Linked DNA regions of Hordeum vulgare: regions 1 and 3 are each linked to region 2. The links are chromatin contacts, called in public Hi-C maps. All regions are on one chromosome and are shown on one strand. Each heading gives the region's core, a stretch centred on a gene start, on an enhancer-like site or on the middle of the called end of the contact. The rest is flanking DNA. Distances are from core to core; before and after follow the strand shown. Region 1 holds the start of LOC123406175 (mediator of RNA polymerase II transcription subunit 15a-like). Region 2 holds the start of LOC123401461 (ATP-dependent zinc metalloprotease FTSH 7, chloroplastic). Region 3 holds the start of LOC123406176 (embryogenesis-associated protein EMB8).

Region 1 (2,700 bases), core at 15-2,514, 190 kb before region 2:
ATAATTTGGATCAGAGGGAGTACGACATTTGGAAACGGTTATGCTCTATTTCTAACCCATAAACCTTGTATGACCTCCATAACTAAAAATAAATAAAATGTGCTCTGCCCCGAGTTGCCACCAAGATAGGTTATATTACCTGGCTGGTCGCTGCAGCATACATCTTCTCTTCGAATCGCACAACGATGATTTGAAGCTTGTTCAGCCCCTCTGGCACCAAAACTGGCAGATGCTTCTTCAGAGATTCCATTTTGCGCGTATGATGCAAAATGTGAATAACTTTGTTGGCATGCATTGCTTTCAACGGCGTGGAGTAAGGTGGAACGAGCGGGAAGAGCAGCCGGTTGAGGTAGATCTCCAATCCCCAATCAATCATATGCTCGCTCCATTCCTATGGGCAAGGCGTAATTTTCGACGTTGCTAAGACCAAGGAGGTGCTGCGGGGATCGATTTGATCATGGCGTGTGATCGTGTGAGGAGTATATATCCACTTGGGGAAGCATGCATGCTGCGTACGAGGAACTCTAGTTTCAGAACAAAATTGTATCCCGACACAGTACTAATTCTAATGTAGCATGGTTTCCCCTAGGAGATCAAAAGCTGTGACATGTGTGTCATGCTACTGAATTGCTGTGCGCAATGAAAAAATTTGCACCTCTTGGTGAGTAAACTTGCGCTAAATTGTTCAGACATAACTCAATGCTAGTTAAATGAAGTACTGTAATTATTAGGCTGGACTGAAAGCAGAGCAGGTGCAGTAGGAAGTTGACCTTTTGCTGCCGCTAAGGAGGATATATGGCTAGATCGAAGCTCTATCGGATGGATCGACGAGGAAATCGACCCGCAAACACGCGGGAAATTCCCTGGGGAGACCGAAAGCAGACGCGGAAGAAGGATCGAATGAATATGGATTAGATGAAGGGGAAAGCAGAGTAGATCGGCGAGAGTCCCTACATACATCTTGTTGACGACCCTGCTGCGCGCCTCGGGCTGGAGCTCGGCGCGCCAGTCGCCTCCGGCGGGCGGAGGGGCGTTCAGGTTAACGCCGCCGCTCCAGCTTGCGTCCATGGTTGGTGGTTCGTGCATGTTGGTCCTTGTCGGATCTCGAAGGGGATGGGGCCGGCGGCGAGCGCGTGGGGCGGGGCGGGGGCGGGGGCGGCACCGAGCGACGTCGGGAGCGGCGGCGAGCGCGCAGGGGCGGGGGCGGCACCGAGCGACGTCGGGAGCGGTTCCAGCATAGGGGAGGGTTACAGTAGCATTTCTCGTTAGCGAGGGGGAGCGGTTTTTGGATCCTTGGCAAAATTAGTTATAGCCCTGCCGGGCAAGGCTAGGTGTTTGGAACTGTTAAAATATTCTAGTTTTCGTGGGCGAGCTACCTTGGGTGGGCTAGGAAATCCTTGCTAGCTCAGGAGAGCCAAATCGGCTCGCTTCGACGGCAAACTTCTCGTGCGAGAAAACCGGTGACTCAATCATGCGAACGGTTTTTTTGTTTGACAAAGGTGGGTAAAGCAAATCAACCAAACTGGTTGACGAGGCAAGGCTGGCAAAATGTAAGCTGGTTAGATGGGCTATCCGATCTATTACCTAGCTACGCAACATAACCAAACGCACCCTAAAGTAGTTGGCGGGCGCGCGGCCACGCGCCGGAGCGCGAGGGCTCCTGGCGGCCGTCCCCCGCGCCGCCGATGCATCGACGGCCGCACCACCCGCACGAGGACCACGCGCGGGACGTAGACCCTCCGCCGCGCCACCGCTCTCCGCCACGTACGCATGCCAAAGCCGCCGCACAACGCGTCGGCGAAGTCGCGCGTGTGAGCGAGCCTCCCACCCTCCCTCCCTCCCTCTTCCAGGCCCAATCGACTTTGACCCGGCCACCATATCTGTCGCCATTAACCATACGTCAAATCCCGCGACAGCTCATCCTTAATCGCTGCTCGTGAGCTATGGAGGACGCGGACGTGTCGGCGCCCAAGCCATCCGAACCGCAGGTCCGGTCTGGCACGCTTATCACACACGGGGTTGCGTTCGTTTTGCTTGCATGTACGGTAATCTCATTAGATGCTCTTACGGTCCCTAGTACGGAGTTAACTGTAGCGAGTTAAGACAGGGTTTGGTTTGGACCTGTAGCTTTGCCTGCAGAAGGCGCCCACAAGGATCGAGCCTCCCGTTACGTACTGTACTGACATAGGTGCGCCCCGATGACTCAACGTATATACTCAGCCTGCCTGGCCGACCGGATCACGAGCGAACGCTTACCAAAACTTGACAACAGGGTTGGATCGACAAAAAAGAAACGTCAGCTAGGTTGTTATTTGCAGATGGGACGTCATTGTTCTTGAGCAAAGGAACACCTTACACGAGCAGCGGTCACTGCGTCCGGGGCGACTCATTCGCCGCTTTGCCCCTTGTACTACCTATATAAGCGGATTAATAGTCCAACTGATCGAGTGTAGGATCCGGCGTTAAGCAACTCTGTCCACAGATAAAACTGGATAACGTCACAAGCACAAGACCTCATTGACAGGAACGATTTTTTTTTCTAGCACAACGCACATGTATGATGAATCGGTCGGCATCTATCAATTGGTCGACGGCGAGCAGCTGGAGGGGCACGTAGCGCAACGCCAATCGAACTGGAGATAAGCTCGTCTAGCTTTAACGATCCAAAGACGAAGAGAAGATGTCCATGGAATGGAACTC
Region 2 (2,700 bases), core at 135-2,634:
AATTGGGCAAACTGGGCGTTTTTAATGTTAATGTTATTATGTTTTAAGTTTTTTAACTATGTTTATTTATTTTTAGTTGAGTTTTCCTATTTTTTTAATCAAGTCCAACACGGACATGATTTGGGTGCGGCCGCACGGTAGACGCACGCACGACCCAACGGACAGAGGTGGACGTGGGCGAACCCATTGCCGTTTTAAAGGAACAAAATCCGGCCAAACCGGACGTCCGTTTAGGATCGTGCGGTGGAGTTGGCCTAATGCTCTCCCGTGCACTTACCTAGTAAGCCCAAAAAACCAGTATAATTAGATTGTAAATTTAGTCACGGTTACTATTTACACATGTTTCCAGCGTTTTACAATTTTGCTTACTGACTATACTTGTTTGCAGTTATTCCGTTATAGGAGTAGTACCCCCTCCATTATGAAATAAGTGTCTCAATCTAAATATTTGTTTACTTAAGTTAATACTATAAAATTAAGACATTTATTTTAAAACAGACAAAATACTTCTTTATCTTACTCACAAAGAATGTGTATGTTTGCTAAAAAAATCCATACAAAATTGAGTGCAGCGTTTCGGTGCTCAGACACATCCGCACCCGGTTAAAAATATATCAAATCAAGTACTAAAAAAATTAAAATATTTCTAATTTTTTTTCTTGATAGATACTTTGATGCATGAGGTCCATTCCAATTTTTATATCATTTAAACATCTAAACAACTCTCGGCAAAAAAAAACGAATCAAAATAATGCATGAACAATACACTTTTTTAGTGATTCTAAATTTATCTTTTTTACCGAAAGCTGTTTAGATGTTCAAATGATTCAAAAATTACAACGGACCTCACACATAAAAGTTATCGACCGTTTTTTTGAATTTTTTAGCATTTATATTGATTTTTTTATTCTGCACGAGTGGAGATAAGTGTGGGCTAAAAAATGGATTTTGACACAAAATTAGCAAACCATTTGTTTTTCCTCCTCTGCCGTAGAAGATATGCTCCCAAATTCGGCAGTCGTTCATCGTTTATGTGGACACGGGCAGCTCGTCGTCCTGCACCATCCGACGCGCCAAATATCTGGAGTAACCCCACCTTCTGACTCACGCCCCCTGCTCCCACTGACAAGGAGGAGCTATCCCGTTAACCCCCCTCCCTCTCCGCCGGCCGCGTGCCATATCTCCACGGAACGGATAAGCCACAGAAACCCAAGAAACGCCGCAGCTTTCCACTGAAAGCGGGCCCAAGGAAACGCGGCCCATGAACGGGGCCCACGCGTCAGTGAGCAATGCGCCGCGTACCCCTCGGTGACCGTAGGTATTTTACCCGAACCGGATTAACAGCCCGGCGTGACGGCGAGATACGCAGGCGCAGCCAACCAAGGGCGACACCCTTCCCTCCCCCGTCTCGGTTCGTCTCGTCCTCTGCCTTCGTCTGTTCCTCATCTCCCCGCCTCACTCCGCCCCCTCCCCCCATCGATTCCTCCACGCGAGGTCCTCGGGCTGCCCCCGTCCCCCCGGTCGCGAATCTAGGGTTCGGGGCGCGCCTCCCCTCCCTCTCCCATGGCCTCCGCCGCCGCCGAAACCCTTGTCTCGCTCCCCGTCGTGCCCCCCTCCCGGTCGCTCCTCCGCCCCCTCCGCAGGCGACCTGCTTACAGAGGCAGCGCCGCGTCGGTCCGCCTATCCGCGGTGCCGCCCCGGGGCCTTGGGTTCGCCCTCATCCATCGCCGCATTCGCTGCCCGCCGGCGGCGCGCGCCAACGTCGAGCGCGACGGCGACGGCGCCTCCGGGTCGGGAGAGGCCTCGTCCACCGGGGACGGCGACCGCGACGCGGCGGCGGAGCAAGGAGGTGATAGCGCGGGCACGAGCACCACCACCGCGGCCGCGACGCCGCCCTCGCCGCCCTCTTCGTCCAAGAGGGGGGAGAACAAGTGGCGCCGGCGGGTGGTCAAGGGCGGCGGTGTTGGCCGATGGTTCTGGGAGCCCATAGTGCAGGGCCGGGAGATGGGGTTCCTCCTGCTACAGCTCGGGTTTGCCATATTCGCCCTCCGCATGCTGCGGCCGGAGATCACGTTGCCTGGCTCGGAGCCCAGGCCACAGACCACTTACATCAGCGTCCCCTACAGCGACTTCCTGGCGAGCATTGATAAGGACCAGGTGAAAAAGGTTGAGGTGGATGGGGTGCACGTTATGTTCCGGCTCCGTCCCGAGGTTGAGGCCAGTGTGGTGGAGCAGCCACAAACACAAACAGATGGTGTTGCTGATAATGCTGCCATTTCAAGGAGAATCGTCTTCACAACGACACGCCCAGTGGACATTAAGACTCCATATGAGAAGATGGTGGAGAATAGTGTTGAGTTTGGGTCGCCAGATAGGAGGTCCGGTGGCATGCTCAATTCAGCCTTGGTAAGGAACTTCAGCTGAAAGTTTTCTGTGTTTTACATGCTTGACTATTTTGGTTTGAAAATTGTTGCAGTAATAGCATTTTAGACCATTAGTGACATGTCAATAGGGAACAGGGGAAATATGACATATGGTGACGGAGATTGTGTTTAGTTTAGAAAAGGAGGAATAATTTGTAATGTTATTTCCCTTAGTATGGTTTGTTTCAGCAATCTAGATTTTATATACGCTAACTAGCTACATGTGATGTACTTACAATGAAGGAGGAAAGAAAGATCGGTGTTTGTTATGTGTCAA
Region 3 (2,700 bases), core at 113-2,612, 150 kb before region 2:
ATGTCCATGGCATCCTTTTGCTTTTCTTCAGTTGAAAGTTATGCAGGAATATTTTTCCTCATTTAATCTGCCCAACACTTATGGGTTTCAGCTCTAGCCTACTCCAACTTGTTTGGGACTAAAGGCTTTGTTGTTGTTGTTGTTGTTGTTGTTGTTGTAATCCGCCCAACACCTGAATAGTTAATGATGTCATACTAATATGGCCATGATGAATAATGTCACTAGCAGATTAAGAAATAGAACTGGCACAACACATACAGGGAAACTTCGCACGCAGGAAGTAAAAATGAAAAATCCAGCAGAGATTTCCAAGGTGAAGAGTTTTTTCCCTGATTAGATCATTGTGAGGAACAAAGGTCAAACATTTGCAATCATGATATTCATATGTGTTGCATGGTTCATCAGGTATTTGTTGCCTGACCTGTCATCTCTGTAAGTATATATATGCCCACTGCATAAATGTTTAGCCATGGTACTACTTGGAATATCATATGCAGTTGGAATCAAACTATATTTCATTCTGCATGTGCTCCGGTAGACACCCCTATTTCACCTAAGATCTCTTCACCCGACTACATGAATCTATTTACGAATTGAACTTCCGGATGTAAAATCTCAGGAGTGCACTACTCAACGCACAATTAATCCTCCTACACAGAAATGAGAGATCATCCCCGAACTAATCAAAACTGGCATCACATCCTCCCATTTCTACACAGGCAAATTACACACGGTTTTCGACCACAAGGCGAAAGTCAAAATGTCACCGGCAGTGGCATCCATGACGCTAAACAAAATGTCACGCTTTGTTTGTGTCCTCTTTGCAACACTAGGAGAAGGAAAGCGACGCCATACCAGAAGGATTAGCACAGGTGCATCTCCGGGCAACGTGCGGTCGTCGCCGGAGACCCAGTCGAGGGCGACGGCTCCGTCGTCCGGGGTGCGCAGGCACTCGCGCCGGAATGCCACGGCGGGGAGCGAGCGCGTGAAGGCCGCGAAGATGGTCTCGACGTGGCGGTTGGATGCGAAGACGGGGAAGGCGCGGTACGGGCGGCGGAGGCTTTCGAAGCCCGCGAGGAGGCCGCGCCGCGCGCCGGCGATCTCGAGGCTCGAGTGCGGGAGGAGAGGCTGCTCCCCGTCGGCGCAGTCCCGGTCGCGGCTTCGGGAGGAGACGACGGAGGAGGAGAGCGACATGGTGGTTGGTAGGAGTAGGTAGCGGAGGCGAGGGGCGTAGCGGCGGGCGGTGCCGGCGAATGGGGATGGCGCTTGTATCGCGGCCATCAGATTCGCGCCTGCAGTGTGCACTCGGGTTTGGAATACGCCTTCTCGCTTGTCTGGACAGCTAGGAACCCAGGAACCAGTAAGAATTGTGGTTGGCTCGTTGACACGTGGGGAAAAGGAGGATCGAGGAGTTACCTTTTTTTTAATCAAAAAAATAGTCATGGCAGCAGAAAGAACACAAAAATAACATCAAAGATCACCTAGTAGCAAGAGTAAGGCCTTTTGGATCCGACCTTCATGGATGCCGAATTTTTTAAAAAATTCAAAATTAAAACTTTACTGTTTAAAAAAATCCTGAAAAAACTATGCATGTACATAAGAATGTAATGTACTCCCTCCGTACCACAATATTTGTTGTTGGAGAGAACTAGTCTAGTTTTCCCTAACAACAAATATTTAGGAACAGAGGGAGTACGTGTGTGTAAAAATTTACAATGAAATACCATGAATTACAACGTGTACGAAAAAGACAAATTTAAGACCTCGGTTGATGAACAGTATCATGTATATCTCCCCTAATAATAAAGCGTGGAGCGCTTCTGCCGTCCGTCGCTGGCGTTTTTACAGAAAAGTCCTTCTGTTCCTTCGAAATCAACCCGCGGTCCTATAGTAAGTGGAAAAAACGTTTCGTTGTTTTTGTAAAAAAGCCCCTGGGCAGAGTCGCTCCCCTCCCATGACCAAGCTCTACCACTCCGGCGCATCTCGCCTGCGCAGCGGATGCTCCCCTTCTCATCCTCCCTCGTCGCCGTCCGTGTGCGTCCTCCGGGCGAAGCCCCCGCACAGATCCGACAACGGCGGGCCCTTTGGTGCGTAGGAGCAGCTCAGATGCGACCATTTCATCAAGTTTTTCTCTGTCGACCCTCTTGCAGATCGCGGCGACGTCCGCTCCGGGCGAAGCCCCCGCACAGATCCGACAACGGCGGGCCCTCTGGTGCGTAGGAGCAGCTCGGATGCGAGCATTCCGTCAAGTTTTTCTGTGTCGACCCTCTTGCAGATCACGGCGACGTCCGGTGTTTCCTACTGAACTTTGGTGGAGAACGACGCGTTCTGGTTCTCGGCATCGAACCAACAGAGAAACAAGTCCTTGCGCCTGTGGAGACCATGGGCAGGTATGCCATCTTCATCGGTCATCAAAAGTGCCTGGTTGTTGATGCCGCCAAGTTCCCATCCGTTCAGGCAGACTGCGTCTACCACACTCTAGATTTTGGTAAATTTGCTTCTATCTGGAAGCACAGCATCAGTGATGGGAAAGACGAGAGGGTGTTTGATGCCATCGATTTCGTCAAGGAGGACAAGCGGTTTGTCCATGTCGGTGCCCGTCCTTTCACCATCATCCAGCTTCTCTCGAGCCACACCATCAATCTCAGCGATTCTAAACTGGCATCAAAACAAAGCTCATAAGGTGCCGACAAATCTAGC

What was found. A called contact is a pair of places that touch in the nucleus more often than the background predicts.
Region 1: a Hi-C map of seedling shows a contact between it and region 2, with 5 times the contacts expected there. The contact joins the promoter of LOC123406175 here to the promoter of LOC123401461 in region 2. A contact is called at or near these places in 2 of 6 Hi-C or Micro-C datasets (leaf and seedling) and 1 of 1 datasets of contacts at active chromatin or transcription factors (embryo).
Region 3: a Hi-C map of leaf shows a contact between it and region 2, with 5 times the contacts expected there. The contact joins the promoter of LOC123406176 here to the promoter of LOC123401461 in region 2. A contact is called at or near these places in 1 of 6 Hi-C or Micro-C datasets (leaf) and 1 of 1 datasets of contacts at active chromatin or transcription factors (embryo).

The regions. Positions count from the first base shown.
Region 1 is chr6H:401,465,411-401,468,110 of MorexV3_pseudomolecules_assembly, forward strand. It overlaps LOC123406175 (mediator of RNA polymerase II transcription subunit 15a-like), which reads right to left and starts at 1,265. Exons shown (of 3, transcript XR_006612025.1): 1 at 771-1,265.
Region 2 is chr6H:401,657,279-401,659,978 of MorexV3_pseudomolecules_assembly, forward strand. It overlaps LOC123401461 (ATP-dependent zinc metalloprotease FTSH 7, chloroplastic), which reads left to right and starts at 1,385. Exons shown (of 13, transcript XM_045095286.1): 1 at 1,385-2,406. The coding sequence starts at 1,564.
Region 3 is chr6H:401,508,378-401,511,077 of MorexV3_pseudomolecules_assembly, forward strand. It overlaps LOC123406176 (embryogenesis-associated protein EMB8), which reads right to left and starts at 1,363. Exons shown (of 9, transcript XM_045099652.1): 1 at 856-1,363. The coding sequence starts at 1,281.